Linked DNA regions of Lactuca sativa: region 2 is linked to region 1. The links are chromatin contacts, called in public Hi-C maps. All regions are on one chromosome and are shown on one strand. The core of a region is the stretch at or near the end of the contact, and the rest is flanking DNA. Distances in the headings are between cores, read along the strand shown. Region 1 holds the start of LOC122194862 (DNA-directed RNA polymerase subunit beta'-like). Region 2 holds the start of LOC111901102 (MND1-interacting protein 1).

What was found. A called contact is a pair of places that touch in the nucleus more often than the background predicts.
Region 2: a Hi-C map of leaf shows a contact between it and region 1, with 3 times the contacts expected there. The contact joins the promoter of LOC111901102 here to the promoter of LOC122194862 in region 1. A contact is called at or near these places in 2 of 4 Hi-C or Micro-C datasets (leaf and seed).

The regions. Positions count from the first base shown.
Region 1 is chr6:156,121,561-156,125,216 of Lsat_Salinas_v11, reverse strand. LOC122194862 (DNA-directed RNA polymerase subunit beta'-like) reads left to right here and starts at 1,822. Exons shown (of 1, transcript XM_042896147.2): 1 at 1,822-3,656. The coding sequence starts at 1,822. The coding sequence ends at 3,507. It overlaps LOC128126902 (DNA-directed RNA polymerase subunit beta''-like), which reads left to right and starts at 3,609. Exons shown (of 1, transcript XM_052765068.1): 1 at 3,609-3,656. The coding sequence starts at 3,609.
Region 2 is chr6:156,305,317-156,308,972 of Lsat_Salinas_v11, reverse strand. It overlaps LOC111901102 (MND1-interacting protein 1), which reads right to left and starts at 2,030. Exons shown (of 3, transcript XM_042895919.2): 1 at 1,900-2,030; 2 at 422-1,795; 3 at 1-311. The coding sequence starts at 1,992.

The DNA of each region.
Region 1 (3,656 bases), core at 573-3,072:
AAAAAAAAGACATATATCTCTAAGGGACTATCTCTTCAATGACGGGTTTGGAGGTCGTGTGATGTCTTATCTAACCATCTTGATTGTCTTTAGTTCTTTACAAAACCTACCATTAGCTTATGAGTAAAACTTTGGAAATGTTAGTTATGTCACCGGATATGTCAAATTTAAAAATCAAATAAACAATGTATAAACATTGCAATTATTTGTTTATAAGTTTAATATACATTTATATATGATTATGATAGGTTTTCTTGCAATGTTTCTGTTTTCTTTGCAATAAAAAATCAACAGTTTCAGGTAAAGAAGAAACTGATTTTTTTTTTGTGTAATTTCATGACCATTGTGCTATTTGTTGTTGGTACTTCAATATCTTTCAGAGTTCACCATCATCTCAAATGGTAGAAACTCAATATCTTCACTCTAATACAATATCTATTTCATTTTTTTAATCATATGATAAAATTTTGTGTAACTTCTGTTACAGAGACTATAAACATTTTCAAAAGAATGAATGTTGGCTCTGTTGACCTAGGAGATTTTCTTGGTATTATTTACTCCTTATTTTTTTTCAATTATTTCCAACTTTATTCTTTCAGGCCAGAGGCACAATCTTTTCTGCAACAGATTGTGTTTGCACTTTATGTGTATTAGACCTCTTTATGACTTGATATTTCTTATTTAAAATTCCAATGCATTAATTTTATGGAGAATTTGGAAATTTCTTCTATTTATGTGTCAACAAGAGATGCAACTAATTAATAAGTTTCATGTTTTTTAAGATATGGTATTGGCATTGACCATGTACAAAAACCTCATTTTAAAACCCATTAAATGATATTTATCTGAATTTTTGTAGGAGTTTAGGTTGAACCCAAAAGCCTTTAGCTAGCTTTGTTCCATTGCAGGAACCTTTGAGACATGCATCTCCAGTAGCTGAAGTTTTCTTCTACAAACCGTGGGTATTATTGTCTTTACCACAACAATCCTATTGTATACCTTTTTTTATATATTTCTTAGGGTAGTTTTTACAGGAAAAAATGTTTTTGAACATGCTTTTCCTCATAAAATGTACACTTATTTCAAGTTGACGTGGTGCTAATGTTACAACCATATGTAAAAATATCATTTCATTTATATATAATAAATAAATCAGTTTATGGATTTTTATCATCTTTTGGTCATCCCAATTATCTAATTGGCCTACTCATCCCCCAATAAATTATTACTTAAAGAAACCAATAATTCCTCATTTTAGTTATATCTTTTTTTAAAATACTATTTTAGAAATCTTTATTTTTAGTTTTTCCTATAATTTGTTTTTCATTTTATGTTCATGTTTGTTTCTTATATCACCTTGCTTTTTGATTTTAAATAAAAAAATGATATTATCATATATAATTGTCTTTCTTTTTCATTTTATTTACAAAATGATGATTTTATTATTGATCTTGACTTAAAAGAATATTGTTGAAGTTTTGAATCCAATTTACATTTTAGTTAAAAATAACGATGATTGACGTATGAACAAAACATCCAATGTTGTTTAATGTTGTATACAAATATTTGTATGCAAATTTATGATTAATGATTATTATTTTTATAGTTTTTATGTTACATTCCTTATTCATTAGGACTTGGAATATTCAATAGTATTTTTCTTTCTCAATTGTGATTTCCACCAAGCTTTGATCATGAGAATCTTTATAGATCTTTAGATTTTAAAAGAAATAACTTCTTAAAGAACATTCACGTTGCAATTCAATTCTATGTTAACTCCTTTCTTTTTCTTTTTTTGGTATACCTACTTGAGCCGGATGAAAGGAAACTTTCACGTCCGATTTTGAGGGGGGGAGATCCTATCCCAATTTTTATTTTGCTAGGCCCATAGATAAAAAACCTACTTTTTTACGATTACGGGGTTTATTAGAATATGAAATTCAACCCTGGAAATACAGGATCCCCATTTTTTTTACTACCCGGAGCTTCGATACATTTCGAAATCGAGAGATGTCTACCGGGGGAGGTTCTATCAGACAACAATTAGCCAATCTAGATTTACGAATTATTATAGACTATTCATTGGTAGAATGGAAAGAATTGGAGGAAGAGGAACCCACAGGGAACGAATGGGAAGATCGAAAAGTTGGAAGAAGAAAAGATTTTTTGCTTAGACGCATGGAATTGGCTAAGCATTTTATTCGAACAAATATAGAACCAAAATGGATGGTTTTGCGTCTATTACCAGTTCTTCCTCCTGAGTTGAGACCAATCTATCATATAGATGAGGATAAACTAGTGACCTCGGATATTAATGAAATCTATAGAAGAATTATCTATCGGAATAATACTCTTACAGATCTATTAACAACAAGTATAGCTACGCCAGAAGAATTAATAATATCTCAGGAAAAATTGCTACAAGAAGCCGTGGATGCACTTCTTGATAATGGAATCTGCGGACAACCAATGAGGGATGATCATAATAGAGTTTACAAGTCGCTTTCAGATGTAATTGAAGGCAAAGAAGGAAGAGTTCGCGAGACTCTGCTTGGTAAACGGGTCGATTATTCAGGGCGGTCCGTGATTGTCGTGGGCCCTTCACTTTCATTACATCGATGTGGATTGCCTCGCGAAATAGCAATAGAACTTTTCCAGGCATTTGTAATTCGTGACCTAATTAGAAAACATCTTGCTTCGAACATAGGAGTTGCTAAGAGTCAAATTCGGAAAAAAAAACCGATTGTATGGGAAATACTTCAGGAAATTCTGGATGACCATCCTGTATTGCTGAATAGAGCGCCTACTCTGCATAGATTAGGCATACAGGCATTCCTCCCCGTTTTAGTGGAAGGGCGCGCTATTTGTTTACATCCATTAGTTTGTAAGGGCTTCAATGCAGACTTTGACGGGGATCAAATGGCTGTTCATGTGCCTTTATCTTTGGAGGCTCAAGCAGAGGCGCGTTTACTTATGTTTTCTCATATGAATCTTTTGTCTCCAACTATTGGGGATCCGATTTCGGCACCAACTCAAGATATGCTTAGTGGACTCTATGTCTTAACGAGTGGAAATCGTCGGGGTATTTGTGTAAATAGGTATAATCCATGTAATCGTAGAAACTATCAAAATGAAGATAATAACTATAAGTATACAAAAAAAAAAGAACCCTTTTTTTGTAATCCCTATGATGCAATTGGAGCTTATCGGCAAAAACGAATCAATTTAGGTAGTCCTTTGTGGCTGCGGTGGCGACTAGATCAACGCGTTATTGCTGCAAGAGAAGTTCCCATCGAAATTCACTATGAATCTGTGGGGACCTATTATGAGATTTATGGACACTATCTAATAGTACGAAGTATAAAAAAAGAAATTCTTTATATATATATTCGAACCACTCTTGGTCATATTTCCCTTTATCGAGAAATAGAAGAAGCCATACAGGGGTTTTGGCAGGGCTGTTGTAATTCTATGCTACCAACGGGAATTCGAGTCTCTCCGGGTTAACTAGGACCATAAGTGCAGAATTTCTACGTGAATCAAGATCTAGAAAAGGAAGTTTTCCAATCACTGACTCAAGCCCATTGTAAAATTCTACTCAGCGCAATATGGAGGTACTGATGGCAGAACGGCCCACTCAGGTCTTTCACAATAAA
Region 2 (3,656 bases), core at 781-3,280, 180 kb before region 1:
GCTTCATCATCACTTTCATCACCTTCATCACTAGATCCATGAAGCATTTTCCCAATAGTATCATTTCCAAAGTGGGTCCCAAAAAGACTAGCCCGATAATGATCCGGGTCAGTCAAAGATTTGACCCGTGAGAGTTCTTGTTCGAGTCTTTGTATGTCATCTTTTTGGCATTTCAAATCCAAATCAATTCTTGCATGTAATGATTCTTGGATTCTTTTGTTGTCTGATATGGTTTGTTCTTTGAGAATCATTTCTTGTTCTACACGTGCAAGAGCATGTTTTTTGGATTCCTGTTCCTCCCTCCATTTTTCCTGTTTTAGAAAGATTAAAATGAAAAGTAGATTAAAGATTTAGAAAAAGCTACCATATATACATACAATAATGATAATATATAAAAAGAATAGAAAGAAAATCAAAATACCTCGGCTGTTTTTTTAGATGCTTCAACTTGAATCATTTCTTCTTCTATCTCCACGAGCTTCTGTTTCTCAGATGTAATATCTTCCTCCAACTTACCCTTTTGTTTCTCCCACGCTAAAATCTTCTTGAGATGCTTCTTCTCCCTTTTAGCAGACTCAACAATTGAAGTCACAGACTCAGAAGCACTCAACTTTGAAGCCATAATTTCAGCTTTAATTTCTAAATTCTCAATTTCAAGATAACTCATTAACATTAGTGCATGATCACATTCTGTATCTAATGCCCTCAAAGCCATCTCTGCATCAATGAGACTCTTCATGGTGGGGTGGTCAATATCAAGAGGTGACTTCTGCTTCTTAGTCCATTCGTTATCCTCCTTTTCCATTCTTAACTTCTTTAACTCATTGCGATCTTCACACAACCTTTTTGCTGCTTGCAATGCTTTCTCATCAGCCCACTTCTTTTTTTCATTGATGCGTGTATCAAGATCCTTGATTTCTTTCATTAAACTCATAAGTATCTCATCCTTGGGATTCAAATCATTGAATCTTTTCAAGATACTTTTGGTAGATGTTTGATTCTTCATACACAAACCTTCAAGACTTACCTTACTATGTTTTACATCTGCAACTAAAGAATCTCCATCCAAGCTTCTATACTCTGCAGCTAAAAAGTCTGCATTATCTTTTAAAAGGACAAGCATTGATGGAGTGGGCTCTGACCAATTTGGATGTGGATCATCCATTTGTGTATTAACACCATCGCCATCATCATTAGAGATTTTTGATGAACTTACACGAATTGTATGAAGGTCAGAAACGAGTAACCAACACATGGCATCCCTTCTGCTCATAAATGGATAACTTTTCCTCAACCAACATAATAAAGAAATGAGTGTAGCTTCTCTCAACAACTTCAAATTAGCAAACACTTTCTCGGTGCTAACAAATTTATCATTGCATCCACTATCGGCAGTACTCAAATATATTTGGGCATTATGCAAAATGTTAGTCAATGGGTCCATTTTCCCATGACAATGTCCATTCCTCAATATAGCTTCTAAAACAGCATGCTCATCATAGCCTGATGAAACAAGCTGGGAAATAGCCTTGATGTACAAAAGCTCTATTTTTTTCAAAATAGAGTCTTCAAGTTGCTCATATGTATAATGATCCAACGTTTCATCATCAAAATTAGGGTTTAAATTAGGGGTTTGTGCCGATTTGTTAAACCCCAATTGAAAACCCATCGGATTTAAAGAAGAATCAGGATCACTACCTGATGGTGTAACCAATGCTTTGGGACTAGGTTCCGGAGGCTGAGACATCCGATTGGGGTGAACACGTCGTGCTTTAATACCAGTGCTCATTAGCTCCTACAAAAACACATCGAAATTTATACAATCATTTCATTTTCATCAACAAAATCATATAGCTATTTGATCTAACCATACAGAAGATATCGATTATGCAAACTTACAAGTGTATTTCGATGTTTGAAAGCGGAAGTTCGATGATTCAAGAGAAGAGAGAGCATGCAGAATGGTTCGTAACGGATGCAATAAGGAAGCATGAAACGAGTGGAATTATTTTGAACATATATGAAGATTAATTCTTTTTTACAGAGTAAAAGTTTAAGTAATTAAATTACTCTTGTTATGGGAAGTAGCAACATACTCAATAAACATTGTATGTTTTCTGAATTTAGCAAATTTGACCTTGAGAAAGTAAAGCCTGATAAGGCCAATTGTATTTATTAGCCAATTAATGATCCTAATGTAATAATGGGTCATAGTATGTGATATTTATAAAATTACTATACTATGGATTTTGAAAATCATACTTTGGATTTTGAAATTAATAAAAAGTTTCTCTTTCTTACTTTTTTGATGTAATAATCGTTCATAGTATGTGATATTTATAAAATTACCATACTATGGATTCTGAAAATCATACTATCGATTTTGAAATTAATAAAAGCTTTCTTTTTCTTGCTTTTTTGTTTGTCATAAATAACTCGTCATTGATATTAATAAAAGGTTTTGATTATATTTTTTTTTTTCGAAAAAATAACTTTCTATTTCTTACATTTTTGTGTTCTCTCTCTCTCTCTCTCTCTCTCTCTCTCTATATATATATATATATATATATATATATATATATATATATATATATATATATATAGGACTAGGTTAAAGTGTTTTTTACATCTATTGTGTGCTAGAATGCACCAATAGAAATTTACTAAAATTATATTATTATGTAATTAAATAATGATAGATATTAAATGGTTTCCATAATTGTATGTATATTAAATGATATCCATAATTATAATTTTCTCTTTATGGAAATTAATTAAATTCGTCATTAATGTCAGCAATAACATTCTTTCAGAATGAATTCGTATCTAGGTTTTTATGTTAGCAATAACATTATTTCAGGACCCACTCACTTAAAATACAATAAAGTTGTATGGAATATGAAGAATGAGGGTGTATTCTAGTAGAATATACTCTCGTTCTCCTAGAATACACTCTTATTATTTTATATATGAATTCATTTTGAAAGAATATTATTATTAACATTAATGACGAATTAAATTAGTTTCCATAAAAAAGAATTATAAATATGGATATCATTTAATATCCATTTAATGTTTACTCAATTCTTATTGGTGCATTCTAGCACACAATAGATGTGAGAAACATTTAAACCTACCTCTCTCTCTCTCTCTCTCTATATATATATATATATATATATATATATATATATTCTAAAACAAAAAAAAGTGTAAACAAATTGACATATCTAAAACTGAAAAAAAATATAAATAGAAAATAAGTTTTTGAAAATTTCTTTTGTTCAAATCATTAATTTTTTTTTCAAACTTTATTATTGTTTTGCAATATTCAATTAAATTTTACTAACTCTATTATTTTCTAAATTTTCTTTTAAAGCTTCTTACAAGATAAATGGTTATGAATACCAAAATTTAGAAAAAAAACATAAAAAAGTAAATGTCTTGAAATTGTTTTTTTTAAAAAACAAATTCTAAACTAAAAAAATAAAAACAATTTTTTTTTGGAAAAGATAAACAATTCAGTAGAAAACTTCACCATAACTTTAAATAAAAAAACATAACATTATATAAAAAAACATATTAAAACATGTTTTTCATTTAATGTGTTTTAAAAAAACATGTTTGTATTTTTAGAAACCCAAAATTTTAATGTTAAC